2 separate regions of the Sus scrofa genome follow, and region 2 is linked to region 1. The links are chromatin contacts, called in public HiChIP or PLAC-seq maps. All regions are on one chromosome and are shown on one strand. Each heading gives the region's core, a stretch centred on a gene start, on an enhancer-like site or on the middle of the called end of the contact. The rest is flanking DNA. Distances are from core to core; before and after follow the strand shown. Region 1 holds the start of DNM2 (dynamin-2). Region 2 overlaps DNM2 (dynamin-2).

The links. HiChIP or PLAC-seq counts read pairs in DNA pulled down with a chosen protein or histone mark.
Region 2: an H3K27ac HiChIP or PLAC-seq map of alveolar macrophages shows a contact between it and region 1. The contact joins the enhancer-like site here to the promoter of DNM2 in region 1. A contact is called at or near these places in 4 of 5 promoter capture datasets (fetal liver, fetal skeletal muscle and liver), 24 of 47 Hi-C or Micro-C datasets (alveolar macrophages, blood, brain and 11 more) and 2 of 2 datasets of contacts at active chromatin or transcription factors (alveolar macrophages and skeletal muscle).

Annotation. Positions count from the first base shown.
Region 1 is chr2:69,471,496-69,478,240 of Sscrofa11.1, reverse strand. DNM2 (dynamin-2) reads right to left here and starts at 4,228. Exons shown (of 20, transcript XM_021083818.1): 1 at 3,836-4,228. The coding sequence starts at 3,996.
Region 2 is chr2:69,539,226-69,545,930 of Sscrofa11.1, reverse strand. It overlaps DNM2 (dynamin-2), which reads right to left. Exons shown (of 20, transcript XM_021083818.1): 9 at 5,703-5,770; 10 at 4,957-5,095; 11 at 2,586-2,672; 12 at 116-186. Among named protein-coding and RNA genes, the nearest start is that of MIR199A-2, 16 kb to the left of the region's middle. Within about 2 kb of position 5,415, at least 12 of the 83 cell types and tissues checked have an H3K27ac peak or open chromatin away from gene starts, as enhancers often do. A contact at or near this core is called in alveolar macrophages, where this site is marked.

The DNA of each region.
Region 1 (6,745 bases), core at 2,979-5,478:
CCTGGCGGCCTGAATGGGGCCCACGAGGAAGTGCTATGAACAACCCCCTTTCCTAACTGGGGAAACTGAGATGCAGAGAGGAAAGGCTCACAAGGCCAAGCCCAAGCCTGGGCGTCTGAGCTGGAGACCTCAACTTCAGCCTCCCTCTCCTGATCTTCTCCCAAGGACAAATTTCCAAAGCCCTTCCCTCCTGCCAGCTCTTCAGGCTAAATGACAAGGATCACCAGGGAGCCACATCCCCCACTCTCCTTAGGGACACGGGTCTCTCTGCTGGTACAAGGCAGGCCAAGCCCTGGGTCTTCAAAGTAGTTTCCGGAGCCAGGAGGCTCCAGGCGATTGTGAAATGGGCCCAGGCCAGCACTAGGGAGTAGTGGGGACTGTAGCAGCTCAAGTGGCCACTCCCATATCCTCATGGATACTAGTCAGGTTCATGTCCACTGAGCCATAATGGTAACAAAATCTCATTTTTAAATGTTCGCAGCTAATTCCCATAGTGGCTCAGTGGTAATGAACCCAACTAGTATTCAATCCCTGGCCTCGCTCAGTAGGCTAAGGATTTGGCATTGCTGTGAGCTGTGGTGTAGGTCACAGATGCGGCTCAGATCCTGTGTTGCTGTGGCTGTGGCATAGGCCAGCAGCTGCAGCTCCAATCTGACCTCTAGCCTGGGAACTTCCATATGCCGTGGGTATGGCCATTAAAAAAAAAAATTATCTCCATGCTGAAGAAACAAAAGACCTAACAAGCAGGTTTTGCTCCCCAGGACCACCGACCTGCAACCCCCAGTACAGGACTGAGCTAACTGGGTAATTCTCACTCGGACCATGTTCTTAGAAAAACCCACAAGGAGGAAGCAGGGAAATGGAGCAGCCAGATCTGCCCCCAGGCACAGAGCCAACATGCTCTCCCTTTTGTTCCTTGAAAACTGCCAGGAGAGCCTCTGTGTGGGTCCTTGGGGTAGAAGAGAGGAACCAGTCCCTGAGCCCCACAGCACAGTTCAGCCAAAGTCAGAGAAAGAAGCAGGCAGTGGGATTTAAAGCGAGTCCTGCCTGCCATCCCCCTTATGGCAGGGCTTTGGAGCTGAGAAGGCTTCTCCACACTCCAGAAATAAAAAGAAGTTGGCTCCGTTTGAGCACTCCACACCCAAAGAGAGGGCTTTTTACAGTTTTGGTCCTCGAGCCCTGAATTAATGCCTGGTTAATGCCAATGTCACGCTGCAGGCTCTGGAAGGAGGTTGCCACAGGAGCCAGCTCAGCAGCAGTTGGCAGTCACCAGTTGCCAGGGTGGGTGGGAGGGAAAGGTACAGCAGAGGGTTGGAGCGGGGGGTGGGAGAGAGAGACCTGGAGTCGCTCAATCCGTCACTGAATGCTCGGTTCTCTAAGCCTCAGTTTTCCCCTCTGGACAATGGGATCACAGCAGTGCCAGCCTCAGAATGTTCAAATGAAGTCCAGTGTGTAACTTATTAATTTTTTCTTTAAGGGCCGCACCTATGGCATATGGAGGTTTCCAGGCTATGAGTGGAGTCAGAGTTACAGCTGCTGGCCTACACCACAGCCACAGCAACACAGGATCCGAGTCGTGTCTGTGACCTACACCACAGCTCATGGCAACGCACCAGATCCTTAACCCAGTGAGTGAGGCCAGGGATCAAACCCACAATCTCATGGTTACTAGTCGGATTCGTTTCCGCTGCGCCACAACAGGAACTCCCCAGTGTCTAACTTTAGAGCACTTTCTTTTTTTTTTTTTTTCATTTTGGCTGCCCCGCAGCATATGGAGCTCCCAGGCCAGGGATTAGATCCGAGCTGCAGTGGAGACCTAAGCTGCAGCTGCAGCTATGCCAGAGCCTTTAACACACTGTGCCAGGTGGGGGATTGAACCCTTGTCCCATTGCTCCTAAGATGCCACCAATTCCACTGCGTCAGAGTGGGAGCTCCTAGAGCACTTTAATTCTAACTAGCTTTTGTTGTCAATATGAAAGGAATCAGCCTGGTGAATAATAACTCCATTCATACAGACCTACTGTGTGCCAGGCACCATGCTAAGTAAGCACTTTCAACACATCATGTAACTGCATCCTCGCAACTGTCTTGTTGAGGGTCCATCACCCCATTTTTAGGAGGGGCAGCTGAGGCTCAGAGAGGTAAAACAATCTGTGCAAGATCACAAGGCAAATGAAATGGACAGAGCTTTGCGGATGCCCACTGGAAGCCTGGGCAGGCCAGGCAGGAAGATGGCCAAGCAGGGGGCCCATAGCCCAGCCCAAGGCTCAGCCCAGGCCTGGTTGATCCCAAGTCCACGCCTTTCCGCCACAGTAGACAGAAGGCAGTTCGCCAGAGACAAAGCAGCAAAGGAGGAAATTCACGCTGCTGGGAGCAAAACCCCCAGGCCTCTGGGAAGGCAGGAGCAAAGCTGGGCTCCACTGAGCTCCTCCTGCCTGGTGGTCTTGGGTAAACAGGCTGTCTTCTGAGTGGAACAAGAAAGAACTTGGCTTGGGGCCTGTAGGATGAACGTTACCTCTTAACACTGATAACAACAATAATCACGATAATAATGACTATGATATTATCATTTGGCAGCCCCAGTCACAAATGGAGTCCTTCCTAGACAAATAGAGAAGTGGCCACCCATCTGGGAGGCAGAAGGGCAAGAAGTGGGGGAAGGGAGAGAGAAGAACCTAATTACATCCATTAGCTTCCTGAATCCTAGGAAACAGCCCACAGAATGGAATATGTCCACAGGACAGAGAGCCAAACTGAGACTTCTCAGAACTATCCAAAAAAGGCTGTATTCCAGATCTTGCCTGATCAGGTAAGAAGTTCCTTCCCAGGATCCAGGAAGGGCCCCCCACATTTGCAGGCTTTAGCTTGGGGGGCTGGCCCCTATGTTCTAGGGCCATGGAGGTACCCTGACATGGACCAGGAAAGAGTCCTGGAGAAAGATTCCCCCGAGGGTTCTACTTCCAATTGAGAGGAGTTCCAGTCTCACCCTTCAGCTCCCTTTCTCTCTGCATCCTCCACCACCCCCTGCCACAGTGGTGGGGTCAGACAGTCAGTCCGCTATGGCACAAACAGGCAGATTAGGAGAAGGTCAGATAGTAGGACAGACAGACAAAGGTTCCACTTGGAAAAGAGGAGCCAGCGTTCACCAGGCACTAAGCTTTAGAGTCAGCCCAGGAGAGCCAGGCAACAGGGTCCCCAAGGGTCAGCCAGCCAGTCAGACAGCAGAGGCCAGCTGGAGGTAACCCAAGAGAGGAAGAGATAAGTGTTAAAGTCTGTGAAGTGCACGGATGGGCAGCCGGACAGGACAGGTCATCCTAGATAGCTGGCCAGGCAGCAGGGGGCTGCTCTGCGGTACTGGACAGATGGACAGCCAAATGGTGGTGGTGGCAGAAGCCTATCCAGGACAGAGAGACAGCCAACGAGACGGCAGGAACTGCTCCAGATAAATGAACAGCCAGTCAGACCGCAGGGGTCGGCCCAATGGATATCTAAGTGACAGGTTTCGGACAGACAGGGAAGGGGAACCTGCCCCTGACACACAGGCAACCATATGGTAGAATTCACCCACTATAGCTGAGGACCAGAGAATCGGCAGAAATCCACCGCACCTTCTGGCCCTCGCCCATGAGATACCCCTTTAGCCTGGGCCGGCTCCCCACCTCCTGCAAGGAGCCCTCCGCCCAGGGCGTCCCACAGGGCCCGCCTCCCTGTCCCCGTCCCCGTCGCGGGCACGCAAGCGCCGCAGTTACGCCGGCGGCGCAGGGCGCGCCATTCCCGGTCCGCCCTCCGCGCCCTAGGCCGCCGCCCGCCCGCCGTCGCCGCCACGCTCGCTCACCGGCCCACGAAGTTCTCGAGCACTGAGCTCTTGCCGGCGCTCTGGCCGCCCACCACGGCAATCTGCGGCAGGTCCAGGTGGCAGCTCTGGCCGATGGAGCTGAAGGCATCCTGCAGCTTGTTGACCAGCGGGATCAGTTCTTCCATCCCGCGGTTGCCCATGGCGCCGGTGGCCCCGGCCCGAGCGCCCCGCGCTCCCCACCCGCCCCTGCCTTCAACGACGCGGCCCCGCGGCGTCCACGGCCGTTGCTCCCCGTCCGCCCGGGCCTCGGCGCGACGCCCGCTCCCGGCTCGGCCTCACGGTCGCCGCCTCATCCGGTTCTCAGGCGACACCCGACCCAAGCGACCTCCCGCCCGGGGCCCTGGGGCTGCGCCCAAAGCCCTCGCCCCACCCCCGGTTGGTCAGCCGCGCTGTCGCTCGTGCACCCAAGCCAGTGAAAGGGAGGCACGGACCTACAGCTGAATGAACCTTCCCCCCCGGGGACTTTCTCTCAGTCTCATTGGACGCGAGAACTGTCGCTATTGTAGAACAGCCAATAGCAGCGTGAAGCGAGTTGTTCAGGCCGGGAGGCGGTGTTTCGGAAAAAGGCATGTTAGCCCCGCCCATTGGGGGAGTTCCCGGATGGCAGGCCCATCCGCCAGTTTTATTGGCAGGGAGACCGGCCAGTCAACAAAATTGGCCAGTGATATTAAGGATCGATTCTTAAACACAGATCTGTCACTCGACTCTACCTAGTTCCCTAAAAATTTCCCATTGGTTTATATAAATATCACTCCGTTCCGTCAGCCAACAAATCAAGAGGGTGGGATTTAACCTCGAATCTTGACGCTAATTGGACGATGTATCTGTCCATCAAAGAATCACAAGCGCTTACTTGTGATTGTCGTAGGTCGGCTAGTCTTCTGAAGCAAAGAGTAGACCCAAAGTACTCGCCAACGTGCGCCACCTTGTGGACCCAGTGGTGATGGTCACGCCTGAGTTCCTCGGCTCTTAAAAAAAACTACAAGTCCCAGAATGCGTCTTGGCCGTGAGCTCACAAATCAGCTCCTTGCGCGGGGACCCAGTGCACTTTGAAGGTGAGAATCAGGCGATTAGTGGTTCCTAGGGAGAAGCAGGCTAGCTCGGCCTCGCTAGCTCCCACGCCTCCAGACCCTGGCGAATGCTGTGTCCTCCCGTAGGAATACCGTCTGATGACGCCTGTGTTGATGCAGCTGACGCTCCAACGTCGTTCCTCTGATTCTTCAACTTTAGCACATCTTGGATCTTTTTGAGTACTCAATGAAACTCAACGGAACTTCTCCCCAGAAAGTTCTCCCCTATTATTTTGCAGGCAACGCTGGGGATTCTGGGAACTGGGACTCTTGACCACTTGGAAGAGGCGGGGGAGTTCCGGCTGTGATACAGCGGGTTAAGGATCTGGCTTTGTCTCTGTGGCAGCGAGGGTTCGGTCCCTCAGCCGGCGCAGTGGGTTTAAATTCTGACGCTGTGGCAACTATGACGCTGTCGCTGGGATTCGATCCCTGGCCCGAGAATTTCCATGTGCTGACGGTGCAGCCAAAAAAAAAAGGAAGCCGGGAATAGATGGACTGACTTTAACAGAAGTGATCTGATTCCTCTGGACAAAGATAGGCCAGAGGCAGCCCAATAAGGAGCCAGGAGCAAAGGAGGTGGGGAAGTGGGCTGAGGGGGCAGGGCAGTAACAGGGGAAAGAAGAAAAAATGAGTAAGAGGATGGCAGAGTGGCCAAAGTTACAGGCCTGCTCCCTGACCCAAGACCCAGGTCTCAGAGACAGGCAAAAAGATGGCCCAAAATGATTGGCACTGCAGCCTTGACTATGATGGCAGAAACCTGGAAACATCCTAACTGCCCATCCATGGAGCTCATGAAATAAATACTATGTAGCAGCTATAAAAAAAGGATTGAGGAAGTTTTCATGTAGTGACATATAAACAATTTGAGCTACACTGAGAAAAGGAAGAAAAGCAAGGTACAGAACTGCATGTAAAGGATGGCAACATTCACGAAAATAATGTACAGGTGGAAAATTTCTGGAAGAATACACAAACTGATAAATGTAGTTGAATTCTTTATGATATTTAAATTGTAGATGCTATAAATGTGCTACTTTTTTTTACTTAAACCTTATCTTCAGAAGTTCCCTGATGGCCTAGTTGTTACGGACTCAGTATTGTCACTGCTGTGGCTTGGGTTACTGCTGCAACTTGAGTTAGATCTCTGGCCCAGGAAATTCCGCATGCTGTGGGTACAGCCAAAAAAAAAAAAAAAAAAAAAAAAAAAAAAAATTGCAATAAATAAATAAATAACCTTACCTTCTAAGAGCTCTGTAACTGGCCATATCTGGACTAGATCCTAGGTCTATTTATTTGCTGGGTAGTAATGACCAAGTGACTCAATTTTTCTGAACCTCAGTTTCCTCATCTGTAAAATGAATTAAATACACTTGACAACCACCGAGAACAGTGCCAGGCTCAGTCTAAGTGCCTGCTAGATCACACTTACTATCACTGCTGTGTTTACTGACAATGAGATGAAGCCACAGGTCTGAAGAGTCAAGGCAAAGAGCCTTCTCCCTTTCTGGACTTCCCCCTCTCTGGACCTGTTTCCTCACCTATAAAAAGGAAGAGAATAGGAGTTCCCTGGTAGCTCAGAGGGTTGAGGATCCAGCACTGTAACTCCAGTGGCTCTGATGACTGCTGTGGCACAAGTTCCATCCCTGACCTGGGAAACTCCCTCATGCTGCACTTTCCTACATACAGGACTTCTGGATACCAGCTGCTGCTATGGATACTTGTTATTATCATCAATGGCGGGATGGGGGTACATGGGCCCCAGTGACACTCAGATAAGGAAGGGGACCAAGACAGGCCACCTCCCCAAGAAGACACAGAC
Region 2 (6,705 bases), core at 4,166-6,665, 67 kb before region 1:
ACCCTTGTGCCCACACCACTGGGGGAAGCCCCAACTCCACTGCCTCCATCAGGGCCTGGCTCTGAGAACTGACATTGGTGCCGCCCCACCAGCCACTATCCTGAAAAGTACATACTTGGCAAATCCAATGAAGTCCTCGTGGTTCGTGTTGATGTAGGACTGCTCGATGTCGATCAGAAGAAGAATCTAGGGGAAAGTGAGTGAGGGTCACTGTGAGTACAGAGCTGAGTATACAGAGAGAATGTGGCAGGGAGGGAAAGGTCTCAGAGCACTGCCCCACACCCACCAGCAGGGGGGGCCTGGAACCACACTGTTTCCCAGGCTAGAGAACAGGGCTCACCCATGCCTTCCCACATGCTAGGGTACACCTGCAGGGAAAAAATGGCATGAGAGTTTCCAGACATCAAAGCCACACAAGTAAAAAGAAAGACTGGGCCAACAAAGATGAGCAAGGCAGCCCAATATGGTGGTCACAAGCTTGCAAAGCCTCTGGGGCCGACCACTTGGGCTGCAGTCTTGGCTTGGCCACTGCCTGGCTGTAGGCCTCACGTTACTAAGATGTGGAGTAGGGCACTAAGGTCCCAGGGCAAAGGGTTAAATAAGTCACAATATGCAGTGTTTAGAGTAGTGCCTGGCATGTTAGAAGAGCCTCATTAAAACAGCAAAGGAGGAGTTCCCGTCGTGGCGCAGTGGTTAACGAATCCAACTAGGAACCATGAGGTTGCGGGTTCGGTTCCTGCCCTTGCTCAGTGGGTTAATGATCCGGCGTTGCCGTGAGCTGTGGTGTAGGTTGCAGACGCGGCTCGGATCCCGCTTGCTGTGGCTCTGGCGTAGGCCGGTGGCTACAGCTCCGATTCAACCCCTAGCCTGGGAACCTCCATATGCCGCGGGAGAGGCCCAAGAAATAGCAACAACAACAAAAAAGACAAAAGACAAAAAAAAAAAACACAAAAAACAAAAAACAAAAAAACAGCAAAGGAAAATTGGCCAGGTGAGGGTGTTAAAAATGAAACATAAGGGCATGAAGGCAGCCAGCCAAGATGACATCTCAGTAAGGGACAGGCCCTTAAATAGTCCCCCGCCCTTCCCGTCACTTTACAGTGACTTTGCACCTCCTCAAGCATAAAGCAGGCCAGGCACTTGAATCTTATGGGGCTCTTTGAAAATGTCAGGGTGTTCCATCCATGGGAACCACTGATCACCGGTTTATTTATTGTGGCTGTGCCCATGGCATGTGGAAGTTCCTGGCCAGGGATTGAACCCATGCCATAGCTGTAACCAGAGCCACAGCAGTGACAAAGCTGGATCCTTAACCTGCTCAGCAACCAGGGAGCTCGCCATCACTGGTTTAAAAGGCCTGAGTCCTGTGGCCCCAGAGCCCTCAGATCGAGCCCAGCAGTGTTGACACTGGGGCAACCAGGGGCTATGGTAAGCACGGAAGGGAAAGCAACATTTTTGCCAACAACAACAGCAAAATGAATTGGAATCTCTCCAGCTTTTCACAAAACTTCCAGGTTGTAGAAGATATGAGGGAAAGGGGGAATCCACTGACAGACAAACGAGCCAGTTTATTCTCCATCCATGTCAAGGGGAGAGGGACTGTTCTCACAACCTAACACAACAGGTAGGCTTGTTTGGGTTCCGGTTTGAACAGCCAGCTGCCATGAGATCATGGCAGGCCACTGGGGGGAAGTGACCTAGCCCAGGCGCAGGGCCCCAGGACATGGGCAGAATGACAGCCCTGGGCCAAGCAGGTGACAGGGGAGACTCTTGCTGTGGCTGAGTTGGGGCATCCCTCTCTCTACCTTTATGCATATTTGACTGGTCTTCACAAGACCATGTTAAAACACAAAAAGCACCTCCAACGTGTTCAGCGGGTGAATGGATAAGCAGGCTGTGGTCCATGCTTACCATGAAACACTACCCAACAGTCAAAAGAGACACTTTGGAGCTCCCATTGTGGCTCAGGGGTAACAAACCCAACTAGTATCCATGAGGATGCGAGTTCGATCCCTGGCCTCGCTCAGTGGGTTAACGATCCAGTATTGCCATGAGCTGTGGTGTAGGTCGCAGACGCAGCTCAGATCTGGCGTTGCTGTGGCTGTGACTATAGCCGGCAGCTGTCGCTCTGATTTGACCCCTGGCTTGGGAACTTCCATATTCTGTGGGTACAGCCCTTAAAAGACAAAAAAAAAAAAAAAAAAAAAAAAAAAAAAAAAAAAAAAAGAGAGAGAAACAGAGAGACATACTTTGGGGACACCTCAAACATCAGAGAATGCATGAGGCCAAGTGAAGGGAGACAGAATCAAGAGGCTTCCACAGCCAAGAGTCTGTTCACAGAACACTCTGGAAATGGCAAAACTATAGGAACAGGGAACAGCCCAGTGGTCTCCAGGGCCTGGGGTCCAGGAAGGCTTGATGACAAAGGGGCACAAAGATGAGAGTTTGGAGGGGTAACAGAACTGCTTCGTATGTTGAGAGAGGTGGGGGTTACCCTGCTGTATGCGTTTGTCAAAACTCACAGAACTGCACAGCCAACATTTCCTGTATATGAATTGTACCTGAAGAAGACAAAAGGCCAGTACCTGGTCCTTGGTTCTCCCCTCCCGTTCCCGGATGTAAGTGGTGACGATTCGTTCCGTCTCCTCTCGCAGCCGGGGGTAGGAGCTGAGCTGGGGGGAAATCAGAGTGGCGGCATTGGCTGGGAGGCAACATGAGCCAAAGGGAAAAACATAGGGGTGGGGTGACAGGGGGTGGGCCCACCGAGTCCCCACCTGGCTCCTGTCTCACAGGCGCTCTGGCTGGGAGACCAGGAGGGGAAGGTGGGGGGACGGCGGGCTGGAGAGATGGAGAGGGTGCCCACGCACAAGCAGAAGTGCTTTTCGAGAATGCAATTCGAGGTGGAAAACGGCAGAGACAGCGGGTGATGGCTACCCCCCTCCTACGCAGCAGCTGGGTGAGAGCCAGGACAGTTTAATGAAAGCCGCTGGGCTACCAGGGCGGGGAGGGCGCAGGGCCCCTTCTAGGATGGAGGCAGCATCTGGGCCATCTACCTCAGAGGGACCCCCTTGAAGAAAATTCCCCATCACCTCACTTTGGGCTTCATTCCTCCAGACACCCTGGGGGCTCCCAGCCTGTGCAGTGGTAACCAAACCCAACACACAGAAGCCCACCTTCCACGGTTTGGGGAGAGGCCACGAATCAGGGAAAATTGAGCCAATGGTCAAAATCACCTGTGGGAAAACCTCTTAAAGGCCCCATGATGTAAGAACACACAGGTCTAAAAAAAAAAGAACACACAGGTCTTCGTGCTGGCAACGTGTTTCACCACACTGGTGACAGTTTGGAAACCCACTTTTCCAGGGATGGGCACGGGCCCTCACCCCTGTTGCTTGCTTAGTAAATGCATCTGGCCACAAAGGCTTTCTACCTCCATCCGAGGCCCAACCTGCAAAAGTGGAACCCATGCGCCATGGGACATGCCCTCCACACCATTACTGCCGAGGCAAAGCTGAGGTCACCAAGTACCACTGGCCCACGGAAGGGGGTTCCTGCCGAGGCAGAGTTTCCCAGATGCTCGGGGTTAAGACTAACAATGGGAAGAAGAAGGTGGGGGATGAGTACACAGGTGATAATAATGAAATCTTTGGTTACCTTCTCGGCACACTTTTTAATGACCGTGGCCAGTTCTGAAACCACGAGATCAACACACTTCAAACTTGGCTCTTTGAGTTTTACAATCTGTTTTTTCACAATGGCTTCAAAGGCCATGTCGGGGGTGAAGAGCCCCGTCCTGGGTCATGCGGAGGGCGGGATGAGGCAGAGAGACACCCAGGGGCAGTGCAGGCCACACACGCGGGACAGGAGACAGAGAGAGAAGAAACGAGAGTCAGCTGGTTAGTGACATGCACGGAGGAGCCTGTGCCCGCATTTGCCCCGGAAGCTGCTTTGGATCAAGAGGCGTCCTGGGTCTGAGGGGTGGGCATGGTCTGGGCTTTAATTACACAAGTGCCATGGGTCAGAGTGGGCATACCGAACAGGTATGGATATAGGGAGGCCTTGAATTTTCTTATATGTGACGATAATGTCCAAACCATCTGGGTTTCTTTCCCCTCCCTCTTCCAATCGAAGAAGCTTAAGAAGCAAATGTGGGCTTTTCCAGACTGAGTACAGAAGGATCAAAGCAGAAATTCTGGCCTTGGAAGGCTGACCCAGAGCTCTACGGCCATGGTGGATGTGCAAGCATAGACCGCCCGCTGGGAAGCACTTCAGCTGCTCGGCCAAAGCGTGCTGCCCTGGGAGCCAGGCCCGCGGGGAAGCTGGTATGTCCTGCCATGTGGAGGCAGTGGCCTGTGAACACTGGCACACAGGTGACTGTGACCTAGGGGAATCAGAGGACGGGCTGCCTAGGGGGACAACCCTGCCCCTGGGGCGGTGCTGGGGAGCTGGCAGAGGCCATTAGGGGCCAAGCCAGACAGAGCACTCATTATGCTGTTGGCATTCGGGCTTTCTCGGCGCCTCGGGGACAGAGAAGTGGCTGACTGGGGAGTGCTTAAAGCACCACACCTTTGTCAAGAAGGGGTGATGGGCAGGGAGGTGTAGGGAGCTTGGCCTCCAGGAGGTGACACAAGGTCCCTCTCTGCTACCCAGAAGACAGCAAAGCGACAGCGCGACGAAACCCCCATCCAATACATGCTAAGCTTGGTATCAAGGTCCCAGGGCGCCCTGCCCACCAGTCTGGAATCTGGAGGTCTGGCACCCCCGGTTGCACCCAGGCCGAAACGCGCCCGCCCCAGCCTCTGGGAAGAGGCCACGTTCTTGGACACCGAGGCAATCTGGGAAGGAGAGGTGAGGGGACCAGCAGGGCAAAGGCCAAGCAGCACTGGGAGCCTGATACCAAACCCCCGTAGCCCCGTTTCCACAAGGCCAGGAGTCACCCTGCCGAGGGTCCAATACCTTACTGGTACACTGCCTAACTGTATTGATTAGCTCCTGGATAACCAGGTCGACACATTTCAGACAGGGCTCTTTCAGCTTGACGACCTGCTTTTTCACAATGGCCTCGAATGCCAAGTCCGGGGTGAAGAGCCCGGTCCTAAAACCATCCGTACCCGGGGGCAGGGGAGATAAGTCAGAGAGAAACAAAGCACGGTCAGCAATTTCACAGGCACAGGCCGGTTCCCGAGAAAGCCAAGGTCACAGCAAGTCTGGGGGGGTCAGACGCTTGCATCCACTACCTGGAACCCCCCGGGGTGATCTGAGGACCCCTTGGCAACAAGAGACTGGAGGCCGGGAGCCATGATTTTTGCCGGAACAGGGTGGGGACCCAGGAGGCTCATGGGGCACCGGTGGGTTCCTGTAATAGTGACTCAGCTCCCTTCCATTCCCCGCCCCCCAGGGCAAATCTGCAGTGAGTTTTCTTACTTCCTGACCACAGTGACTGGGAGGTTTAACCAATGTTTAACCCAAGAGCAGTGGACAGCCCAAGGGGATACAAGAGATCCACACAGAACTACTCACATACACACTTGAGTGAACTTGGAGACCAGAGGGAGAGACTGACAGCTACTGCAAATCACTCTGGAGCCCTTTCCAGGTCTCACAATCAATCGGGGCACCCAGAGGTTTGGGGGGGCACTGACTGGCTGCAGGGTGGCACCATGGAAATGATGGGAACATGGTGACTCATGAATGGAACTTGCCTGACTCCATGGATGTTCTTAATGGCATAGCTGATCTCCCGTCTTAAGTCCTTCTCATCAAACTCCATCTGAGAACAGACAAACCAAACACATGCAAGGAGCTACCTAGGCACCCCCGACAATAGGTCTCTAGTGGGGGGAGTGTGATCTCCTGTGTCCTGTTTGCATTCACCTGGCAGAATATTTAACTGGTCAAAAATTTTTAAAAATATTAAAACTCAGTTTCAACAAAGATGTTCTGAAACAAACACTCTTGCTCTCTTGGAAGGAAAATCAATTCATATCAACTTTCTTCTGGGCTACTACTCAGCAATATAAATCGAGAACATCTAAAAAACATACCTGTGAGTTCCTGTCGTGGTGCAGTGGTTAACGAATCTGACTAGGAACCATGAGGTTGTGGGTTCAGTCCCTGCCCTTGCTCAGTGGGTTAACGATCCGGCGTTGCCGTGAGCTGTGGTGTAGGTTGCAGACACGGCTCGGATCCCATGTTGCTGTGGCTCTGGTGTAGGCTGGCAGCTACAGCTCCGATTAGACCCCTAGCCTGGGAACCTCCATATGCCGAGGGAGCGGCCCAAGAAATGGCAAAAAGACAAAAAAAATAAAATAAAATAAAAAATAAATAAAAAATAAAAAACATGTTGCAACAGAAGAAAGGCTGGGGGAAAAATGTAATTGTAATGTATACATGTAAGGATAACCTGACCCCCTTGCTGTACAGTGGGAAAATAAAATAAATAAATAAATAAAAAATAAAAAAATAAAAAACATACCTGAACTGTCACCTGGTAGTTTTAAGTGATCTAAAATTTATCTTGAGGAATTAATCAAGAATTAGCTACATTCCTGTAGCTAAAACCATCCATAAACGCTAAAATGTTCAAACAACCTAAATGCCCAACAATGGAAGACTGGTTAAATGCACAATGGGATATCCATAAAATAAGACAGTGTTTTGCCACTGACAACACATGAAATGCATATACTACAAATCAAAGAAAAA